Linked DNA regions of Xenopus laevis: region 2 is linked to region 1. A link is a contact called in public Hi-C data. All regions are on one chromosome and are shown on one strand. Each heading gives the region's core, a stretch centred on a gene start, on an enhancer-like site or on the middle of the called end of the contact. The rest is flanking DNA. Distances are from core to core; before and after follow the strand shown. Region 1 holds the start of LOC108702776 (tigger transposable element-derived protein 4-like). Region 2 has its middle 24 kb from the start of LOC108702781.

Evidence for each region. Hi-C and Micro-C count contacts between places; a contact is called where the count stands out from the background.
Region 2: a Hi-C map of the XL177 cell line shows a contact between it and region 1, with 4 times the contacts expected there. The contact joins the enhancer-like site here to the promoter of LOC108702776 in region 1. A contact is called at or near these places in 2 of 4 Hi-C or Micro-C datasets (the XL177 cell line and the XTC cell line).

Annotation. Positions count from the first base shown.
Region 1 is chr9_10S:37,566,870-37,572,247 of Xenopus_laevis_v10.1, forward strand. LOC108702776 (tigger transposable element-derived protein 4-like) reads right to left here and starts at 1,926. Exons shown (of 2, transcript XM_018238461.2): 1 at 1,150-1,926. The coding sequence starts at 1,168.
Region 2 is chr9_10S:37,734,762-37,740,744 of Xenopus_laevis_v10.1, forward strand. No RefSeq gene overlaps it. Among protein-coding and RNA genes, the nearest start is that of LOC108702781, 24 kb to the right of the region's middle. Within about 2 kb of position 3,295, at least 1 of the 7 cell types and tissues checked has an H3K27ac peak or open chromatin away from gene starts, as enhancers often do.

The DNA.
Region 1 (5,378 bases), core at 676-3,175:
ACAACAGAACAATGGGAAGGTAACCAGATAGCAGCTCCCTAAAGCTGGCCATAGATGTTGAGATTTTTAAAAGATCCTATCCTCATCGTGAGACCATGATTTTCTCTGAACGATCGTACGAATTTACCATCAACTAAAAAGACCAATTTGCCAGGAGCTGCCTGCTTGGCCCTGCAAACATAGATAGATTGCACTGGGGCCGACAAAGATTTTCTGACCTGGCCGATCAATTTCCTGACAGATGTCGGCAGAAAAATCGTAAGATGTACGATCGTTCGAATCCCACTAACCGCACGATAATTTCTAAGGATTGGTCGGACTTCCCTAAAATCGGTCGTTCGGCAAGAAGAATCGTCGCGTCTATGGGGAGCTTAACACAAGATAGCAGCTCCTTGGTAGATCTAAAAACAACACTCAATAGTAAAAGCCAAGTCCCACTGAGACTGATTCAGTTACATTAAGTAGGAGAAATAACAGCCTGCCAGAAAGTAGTTCCATCCTAAAGTGCAGGCACAAGTCACATGACCAGGGGCAGCTGGGAAATTGACGAAATGTCTAGCCCCATGTCAGATTTCAAAATTGAATATAAAAAAATGTGTTTGCTCTTTTGAGAAATGGATTTCAGTGCAGAATTCTGCTGGAGCAGCGCTATTAACTGATGTGTTTTGAAAAAAAACTTTGTTTTTTTTCATGACATGACAGTATCTCTTTAAAGCAGGGGCAATTGGGTATATAATTGAAGCCAGCCTGTGACCCAGGGTTAAATAAGATTCTATTGTCACTGCTGTGTGTTCCTGGATAATGGCTTTTCTGTATAATGTCTCCCATACTTGGAAATCAGCCCAAAAAAGTGTTTTTTTGGGAATGAACATAAATGGATATCACCCAGTCCCAAAGCAAGGTGCCACTCAGCATATCCAGCCACAAGAATGGGGGGGTTATTGTAAAGCATCCCTCAGTGTGTCCAGCCTGGAAGCATTCACAGCTCCTGCACTGCTGGAGGTATAACGGGTGTTGATGGGAGTCGCAGTACAGACATTGAGCACATGGTCCCTTCACGACACAGAGGCCTCACTGAACTCCACATTGACTCCCACACAGCGCAGCATTGCCATTGTGTCTACACCCTGTCTCCCAGCAATCACATACCTGTCTGAGCCTTGGACATGCTTCCTGCTCTCTCCCCCGGGACAGACCATAAATACACAGGGAGAGCCTTGTTTCTATATGACTGCTCACAATCCCATCCCTGGGGTATTTCCCCTGTTTTTAGCGAGCAGTTGAATGAACCTTCCCTTGCAAACAACGATCCGGAAGGGAATCATCGCTGGGGGCTCATGGGAAATTTTACATTAACCCACCTCATCCCAAAATTGCTGCACACTGTGCCTGCTCCGGACCCCTAAATATATGAATACGTATCCCAGAGGCAGAGGGTCAGCCAGCCTGCGGGCGGCGTGAGCCACGAGTAATTGCTAGGCATTTATCAACCCTCCCCCCCCTTGAGATCGGTATAGTTAGTATATCCTGGGACAGTGCGGTTTCCATCGCATGGGAAATAAGGAGAGACGCTCAAACCAACCGTACAAAGGGGGTGCATCTCATATGCAGGTACAGTGAGTATGACAATGTATTCTCTCTGTAATACAGCCCAGAGCTATCCTGTAATGAAAAACTAAACGCTTTCCCATCCTGCACAACACAATGATTTCTATTTTTAAATATAAAACGTAAACCAGACTGATATCATAATTAGCTGGACAAGGATGAGCCCATAAGAGCTTGTAATTGTATTTAAGATCAGAGAACCCCTAAATTACCCCCATTCGCCTCCATTGCTCTCTCTGCCTACAGGCTGGTAATCTGATCCCATTCATTTCTATTGGACTGGCACACTGGCACACCAACAACACACACACCTTCACACATACACACAGCTGCACTTATAGACTTGTACACACACACTGGGGCTCATTGATAAACTTCGCGCAGGGCAGAATGATCCGCACATTGAAAATATTTGCCCTGCGCATGGTTATATTTATAAAGCTGGATGAGTGGTGTACTTCATGTACTTTTTTCATATTGTGAATGTTCATAAGAGCTTCTTAAATATGGCGAAAAATGCAAATTGCATTCTCTGCGTCCGAGTGACACCACGACTTTGGTGGCGGAGAGAATATTCGCAAAACAGTTTTGCGAATTTAAGTTACTGTCAACACTATTTTCACGCACAACAACGTCTCATTTGCGAAAATTCATGCACAAAGCAAATTCGCAAAAAAACAGAAAGATGGGCACAGCAGTGCAAAATTTTAGCATTCAGGCATAGAGTTACTTTTTAGACACACACAGTCAAACACAGTCAGTTATTTATAAACAGTGAGCAAATTTGCTCCTGGGCTGTAACCCATGGCAATCAATTAGATGATTGCTTTCCGTACTCAACCAGCAGCTGGCTGAAAAAACTAATCACTGATTGGTTGCTATGGGTTACTACCCAGGAGCAAATTTGCCCACTGTTTATAAATGAACCCAATACAGACAAACTTATACACAGCCATATTAAGTAGGCCATACATGGTCCCATAATAGCTGCCGACATTGGCCCGACGGGCTTCCCCGATCGATATCTGGCCGAAAGTCGGGCAGATGACGATCGGACGGGACTAAAAATCCCGTCGGATAGCGGCCGCATCTGTTCGTTGATGCGGCCCCGCGATCCGACCGCCCGTTAGCCATCGTTAGGATCCATCTCAAGGTGGGCATATCGTGGAGAGATTTGCTCGTTTGGCGACATTGCCAAACGAGCGGATCTCTCAGTGTATGGCCACCTTTACTGTATATACAGACACTTGATCACATGCTCTTACACAGGCTGCGCGCTGCGTCTGCATCAGACAGTCGGATTGCGTCGGATCAATACTGCGACACCATGCAACAATTCTATCTCTTGCCTTATTTTTTGTCGCATGCATTTTGTCGCAGCGCGTCTGATCATGACAAAATCGCTCGTGGAGTCATACCCTTAAGGTAACGTTTAGTATGTTGTACAATGGCCAATTCTAAGCAACTCTTCAATTGGTTTTGATTATTTATTTTTTGTAGTTTTATAATTATTTGCCTTTTTCTTCTGACTCTTTGCAGCTTTCAAATGCTCTGTAAGGCTACAAATGTATTGGTATTCCTAATTTGTATTACTCATCTTTCTATTCAGGCCCACTTCTATTCATATTCCAGTCTCTTATTCAAATCAGTGCATGGTTTCTAGGGTAATTTGCAACCTAGCAACCACATTGCTGAAATTGCAAACTGGAGAGCTGCTGAATAAAAAGCTAAATAACTCAAAAACCACAAATAACTAAAAATCGATCAATCAGGGAAAATGGTTACTGAGTAGATTAGTGAGACAGTGAGGGTTGCACTGAGCCCGTCAGCTGGATCCTTGCCATGGGACACAAACGCGGTTAGCAAATCCTGTCTTCTGCAGCCCAGAATCTGATTTGTGAGTATTCCATCAGTGCCTTATCCTGTACCAGTTACTTCATCTTTATTTACATTTTTGGTCATCCATCTTGCTGCTGGTTATCTGATGTGGTTCTTTACCAGGCAGGACTGTTATGGGAGGATGTGATGTGTTCCCTACACTTGTTACACATATTCCTGCTTTGTGCACCCCATGGATCATCTGTACAGAAGAATATGCTGTGAGGAGTCCTGGCAGAGCTTACTAGCAGATAACACTCCTATAATAACAATAGGCAATTATATGTAGCTAGTGTTGTCATGGTTTCAGCAGAGCACACTGACTTCCTGTTATCCTTCTTCCTGTCTGGCACTATACAGCAAGGGCCACTTCAATGCACTACCCCAGCTGTCTCTGTGTCCATTTGGGAAGAGCCCAAACCAAAACCAATAACCCTAGAATACGTATCACCTGCTCACTGTGTGTAAATGCTTGAGTCAAACAATGTTTAAGCTGTATCTAATTTTGCCAGTGGGGAGCAGGTGATTTTAGTGTTGGGGTGGTAATTAGTTAATTAATTAATGCACCGAATCCAGGATTCGGTTCGGGATTTGGGCTTTTAAAGCAGGATTCGTATTCGGCCGAATCCTTCTGCCTGGCCAAACCGAATCCGAATCCTAATTTGCATATGCAAATTAGGGACGGGGAGGGAAATCACGTGATTTTTTGTCACAAAACAAGGATGTAAACCCAACCCCAATTTGCATATGCAAATTAGGATCCGGATCGGTATTCGGCCGAATCTTCCGTGAAGGTTTCGGGGGTTCGGCCGAATCCAAAATAGTGGATTCAGTGTATCCCTAGTAATTAAAGACATTTCCTACACTAATTTCTTCACAGTGTCCCAGGAACAATGCAGTAACAATTTCATATAAATTCCTAGAACATCTTACAGGATACATGTAGTTCCAGTATGTTAAATAATACCCCAGAACATACAAATAGATAGATACAATATTATACATTCCATAACACATAGCAGGATAAATACAGTGCTAGCCCCATGTATCATGCTCCTAGAACACATGGAGGTAACTGAACAAAACCAAAGCAAGTCAGGGTTCAAGTTTCCGGTCTGGCAGCACAATAACTGTCTAACCCTGTTAGAGCTGACTTATACAGTGGTGGCAATTGGGACACTTGCAGGTAAAGGCTCTGCTGAAGTGAGCAATTACATTGGGGGGTTCTCTTGTTAATTGCTTCTGTAATTGTCATAGTATTTTGATGAACCTGAGGCAAACCAGAGACAGCTACAGACAGACAGAAGGCACACCCACATACACCCAGATGTAAGGAAAGCCGTGGCATAGTTAGCTGGTACTGGGTCCATTGCAAATTCTGTTTAGGGACCCTGATTGAAAGAACATCAGTTGCCTGTCTACTTACCAATCTTAAACAAAAGATTAACTCGCAGGTTTTCCTAGGACAAAAGCTTCAACTTTATTGATGGGGAGGTGGTCAACCACAGCTATAATCCCCCCAATATTTCCCTAATAGTGGCCCTGTATATAGGTTCCAGAGTTTGCTCCTGAAATGGTTGCCCTAGTCATTTGCCTAGAGTTGCAGTTGCCTAGGGGTAGGCAAAAGAGGTGTGGGCCTTGAGTGCAAAAGAAATGGGGGGTGCAAAAGAAATAGGCAGTGCAATCAGACACAAACAAATGGTGAGGAAGGAAGAGAACCATGTGGACCAAGTGAGGGGGGTAGATGGTGGGGGAGAAAGATATCCGCATAGGGAAATCGGTTGGGGAAGCAGATGATCAGAAGGTGCGCCAGGTAAAGTAGGATTGCTTGGGTGCCAATAGTGCTTGGCTCAGCACTGCCTGCAGTTAAATTAAATTTCTTATAGATTTAT
Region 2 (5,983 bases), core at 2,045-4,544, 170 kb after region 1:
TGCCCAAATTATTAGAGTCTTGCAGAGTTAACCCAGAGCCATAAACTCAACAACACATTTCAACAATGTAGATAGATGGAATATGTTATTATAGATCCGCAGTGGGGTCTGTGTATCGTAGATAGTAATAAGTGGTGTTTTGGAGTCCAGATATTGCAGTCCAGTGACTTCCTTAGCGATTAAACAATCGCAAAATATCCTGTCCACTCTCACAGATCACAAATAGGTATATGGACCGTACTCTTGTAGTTTTCACCGCTATGCGGATTGAAGTAAACGAGTGTGATGAGATTAGCATCCGGGTTCCATATCTGCCGATTTAGGAAGAGTGAATAAGTTCCACCGCCATGCTTAAGAAGCCTGTGAGCATAAGATCTTGGAGAGGGGCCCCTTCTCCCAAGTACCGCACCAGTAAGTAAGGCAAGTATTTGCCTTCTTCCTCTGACTCTTTCCAGCTTGCAAATAGGAGTCGCTGACCCTATCTAAAAAAACAAATGCTCTGTAAGGCTACACATTAATATTGTTAATGCTACTTTTTATTACTGATCCTTCTATTCAGGCCTCTCCAATTCATATTCCAGTCTCTTATTCAAATCAGTGCATGGTTGCTAGGGTATTTTTAGGGTATTTTGCAAAATGGAGAGCTGCTGAATAAAAAATCTAAATCAATCAAAAACCACAAATAATAAAAAAATGAAACCAAGTGCAAATTATCTATGAATATCACTCTATACATCATACTATGGTGAACAACACCTTTAAAAATTAAATGCCAACTGCAAATTGCCTCAGAATGTCACAGAATATTTATACGATATACTTAAAGGAACAGTAACACCAAAAAATGAAAGTGTCTAATACGAATGAAATATAATGTACGGTTGTGCTGCTCTGGTAAAACTGGTGTGTTTTCTTCAGAAACACTACTATTACTATTGTTGATATAAACAAGCTACTGTGTAGCTACGGGGGCAGCCATTCAAAGCTGAAGAAGGAGAAAAAGCACAGGATACACAGCAGATAACAGATAAGCTCTGTAGAGCTGTACAATGGGATTCTTCAGAACTTATCTGTTATCTAATGTGCATCCTGTGCTTGAATGGCTGCCCCCATGGCTACACAACAACTTGTTTACATAAACTATTGTTGTCTTTCTGAAGCAAACATGGCAGTTTTATCAATACAACACAACAATTTTTTTTAATTGTTTTAAAAATGTAAATTTATGCATAATGTCATTGTCGTTACAAGTTAAACATCCATTAAGCAATAAAACCTTTTGATCAATGGCAGTTTTGATTGTGTGTTATTGGATAATATAAACGTAATATACATTCATAGTACGGGGTGGGAAGGTAAGATTTGAGAAGTATTACAAGTTGGGTAGTGGTGGTCACATTTGTGAGTTCACCACTATTTCTAACAAAGTGATTGTGGGAGGCCTCTTTTATTTTCCAACAACAACATAAACAACAACATAAAGTAAATAAAAACATTTAAATCAACTGAGCCCGTTACTCGCCCTTGTTGGAGGGATTTTAACAAGTCTTCCATTATCTCCATATCGAGGAATCCTGGGAGGCAGCCATACACCCCTTTTTTAGGTCGTGAGTTCTAGAATTAGGGGGTTAGTCCCTCAGAGACTTTCTAAATCATACCACGTGGTTCGGTAAAATTTAGAAACTGTCAGTTTTCTTACGTCAGACGGGAAACTTAGGATATAGGTGGTATGTAAAAAATTTTATTAGACAATCTTTAATCTTTTGGTGTTACTATACCTTTAAAGTTGACTAAAATGCTAAGCTGCCCTTTAAGAGTGCAAGTAGTTAATAATAAAACACGTGTCTTATCTAAACAGTGTTTTCACTGTGCTATAGTGTTATTCCCTATATTATAGAACAACTGATTCTTTTGTTGCATTACATGTGATACTGTTTATCGTCATTAGAAACTGGGGACCATAAAACCTGATTAATCAGTTACGACCAGGAAGCAGATACATGGGAGAGAGTCGGCTTCAAGTAACAAAGATCAATGCACTTGTTTGAAAAGGAACCTAAGATCATTATTTCCTATACATTAAGTAGTGATATCCAGGTTGATGACCCCTAATTGCTCTTTTTATAAAAATGTTTTTATTTTTATAGTACTGACGAGTGTTCTGTTACTAAATATTCCCATATATACTCTTTACATAGAGTGTTTTAAGTAGTTCCCTGTGAGGGAGGCATTTGATCTGAATTGTTCCCAATTTATTTCAGAGGAAATCACCAGCAATGGAAGGCGCACTCATTTATCATGGGCGCTTGGTCTGTTGGTCTCTAGATAGGACCTCTGCTTACAATGTGTATCAGTTAGGATTTTTTTTTTATTCAGTAAAAACTTATCAATTTACAATAATAATCATGAGCTCAGCTAAATCAAACTTATTTGAGACTATCACCACCAATAAGCAAATAAGAGTCCATCAATCTTTGGCTTGGCTCCGCACTTTCCAGCACCACCATATACCAAATCCTCTCAGAGACCTTCCTCTGTCCATAATTCCCACCCAAAAACCGAACCCTGGCAAAGTCTTTCCTTTGTCCATGAAAGGGGGGTTTACTCCCTTCCCACCCACCACCTTCACCACCACAAACCCGGCCACAAAGTCCAAAAGTCCGGCTTTCTATTAGTGGGCCAATGTAGCACCCTTCCCACATACATGTAAATTCCCACTTCCCCATCCCGACCAGGACACATACTGTATATTGCAAAGCCAAAGAGCTTGCAGAACTTGTCCACTGAAAAGCATGAGCTGGTGGTGTTATTGTGTCTGCTTTTTCCTCCATCTGGGCACTTTTGCCAGGACACATCTTAGAGGGTAGAAAGAGAAAAGGGTCAGAAGACTCTTCACAAGATACCAGCCCAGCACCCCCCCCCCCCCACAGTTGCACCCTAAGCAGATGCCACTTCTTCCTACCCTATTTCTGGTCCTGGATTTCAGATCTGAGTTTTGGGAGAACTCTCAACAGGCAGCAGCCTTATTCAGGCCTGAATTTCAGCCATGCGCTCCCCAAGGCCGATTCACTCCGCAGGGTCCTAGCCAGGGCTGGAACTAGGGGTAGGCAGAAGAGGCACGTGCCTAGGGCGCAAAGTTGGAGGGGCGCCAGGCATGGTACCTCTTCTACCCGATTCCCCTTAGCTCAGACCCTTGTGCCCCCACCTGCGGCAGCAATTCCAGCTGTTAGTGCTCCTCCATGTGTGCTCCTCACGTACGCATTACCAGGGGGTGCACTGGTCCGCGCATGCACAATTGCTCGTTCGTGCGCATGAATGTGGAGGGGGGCAACATAGTCAGCTGGGCTGCCTAGGCCGCCCAGCCGACTCGGCCTGGCACCGGTCCTAGCACTCATCATCTATGTGCCACAGGGTCCTAGCACCCGCCAAATTCTTTCGCAATCCGCAATCTCCTGCCTGCCCCCCTCCCCACAGGAGCGTGCATGGATTAGAATGTGGCTGGACACCTCTTCAGACTTGCTGCCCTAGGCCCAGGCCTTTGTGGCCTCGCCACAAATCCGGGCCTGGCCTTATGCAGCTAATGTTGGATCTTCTTAATGATGATTCTGTGTCATTTATAAAATTTATCAAGATAAGCCCATATAAAACATGGGTAACCAACCTGCCCTTTCAGCTAAGGAGATAGGCACAGTGTACAGACTGACAGGTATGTTGCACTTTGCACTAAGGCAATTGGCACATTATACAGTTTGGCAGGTGTGTGGCATTTTGCACTGAGAAGATAAGGCAGGTGTTTGGCAGTGGGATAGTTGCCCCCTCCCTCTCTCTGTTTGTGCTGACTTCAGAATAGACAGGTGCAGTAATTGCCGGCATTTTCTGGAGGTTTGAGAAAAGGAAGCACTACCATTCTCCCAAAGCCATAAATAACATTCATTTAAGTTGCAATATATATTTACATAGAAGTAGCCTAGAGCAAAGAGCACACACCCAATAGAAACTCTCCACTCTTTCTGCAGGGACAATATCTGTTTTACAAGCACCAGAAATCTTGCACAGATTGCTAAATATACATATATATATATGTGCAGGATAAACAAGTCAGAGATAGTGTAATCCCATCTCTGTATACAAACATTCTTCTTCTTCTCTGACCATGTACAGTTTGCAAAAAACTGTCCTGCTGAGTTCAGCAAATTCAACAGCAACACATTGTCATCTCTACTGTAAAGTATTTGATCCAGATTTGCTTGCATTATTTCTATAAACATTCCCATTGCTTACAGACTCTTCATTTTCTTTGCATAAGGTTACATAGGGAGAGGTATGGGCTGGCAATTGTAGATTCTACCAAACAATGCCCCATATTAAGCCTGTGGGACGCTGTTTGGGCTTAAAAAAGGCAAAGGCCAAGGACAATTTTCTGTCTAAGTCTGGATCTGGTGCCACCACCAACAGGCCATTTAAATCCCCATGATAAGAAATCATGTTGTATGTGCCAAAAGCATGATATGTGTGGCAGCTCTGGCTTACAGCAACCAGTCTTCAGCAGGACAACTGAATAAATGCTGCCAGTAATAGAAGATATATATAGGAAAGAAGTTGCATGACTGGGTGAGCAGAATTACCCCCCTTTCCCCCTCACCATTCGTCACCATCAAGCTTGACAAATCCCCTCCACTTCCTTAGCAAGCATACAAGGGCCTGGTCAAGAAATAGGCGAGAAGAAGAGGTATGTGCCCCCACTGTTCCGCCTCTCCTATCTACTCCTGGCCAGTGGGGGGAGTGTACAAGGACAGGGGGCACATTACCAACCCCAGCACATGCTGGCTGTTCCCTGTTTATGCCCCCCTCCACTGTTCTGGATGGGTCAGGGATGTGCAGACTGGGTGATGGAGGCTGCTGTGGCAGTTGGGCTCACAGTGGGTCCACAGTAAGGATACACCAAATCCACAATGCAACTGCACCCAGACCTGCATGGGGCTCATCAGGTACACCAGGTAATCCAGACCTGGAATCTGTTGATTCTGGCAAATGTCATTGGGATTGCCATAGGTAATCACTCAGGGCCGAATTTCTCTTTGGGCCGCCTCAACGCTGGAGTCAACCAACCACCCCTCCCCTCGCAAGCACTCCCTCCGCAAGAGGTTCCTTCACTCATGCAAGTGTACGCATGCGCAGGCTCCACCCGGAGCACTGGGGAATACGTTGATGGGATGTTTAAACAGCAGCGCATCCCCTAGTGCAAGTGCACGCATGCGCAGGCTCCTTCTGGCACACTGGGGAATACGTCGGCGGGCTGTTTAACAGCAACATATCCCCAGTGCTTCTACTTAAACGGAAATACGGCTGGGCAGCCTGCCGCTCCAAAAATCTTGCCGCCCTAGGCCCGGTCCTTTGTGGCCTTGCCACAAATCCGGGCCTGTATTCACTAATATTTGGGCCAGTGGGGGGGGGGGTGGCTGCACATCCAGAGTGTGGAGGTTCAGGTTCAGTGTGGTGGTAGTTGCACCACTGGAATTCACAGTTTTTATATTTGGCCAAATACAAAAACCTCCGCCAAAGTTTTGTCCAAATAGTGGAAACAAATCAGAACCCTAATCTTCACATTTAAATCTGCACATTTAAAAGAAATTACCCAAAAACTTGAATCAACCTGTCATTTTGAGTAATGCAATGCAAATCACATGACTTTAAGGGTTCAGGTTCAGCCAAGTACAAATCCTACAAGAGAAGGTAGGGTTCAGTGGAAACCAATCTCCTATACAGCAATTCCCTTTGTTCTGCAGAACCAAGTTACTGATCATGGTCCCCTATTGCAAGTAGGGTTGCCACCTTCCTATGTATTTAACTTTTTTCCCTATTAATAACATTGGGATCGACCATCATATTTACCAGCCAGGCCAGTAAAATACCGGCCAGGTGGCATCCCTAATTGTAAGGCTATTTTAAACCCGAGAAGGGTGTTACTATAGGAATCAGAGGT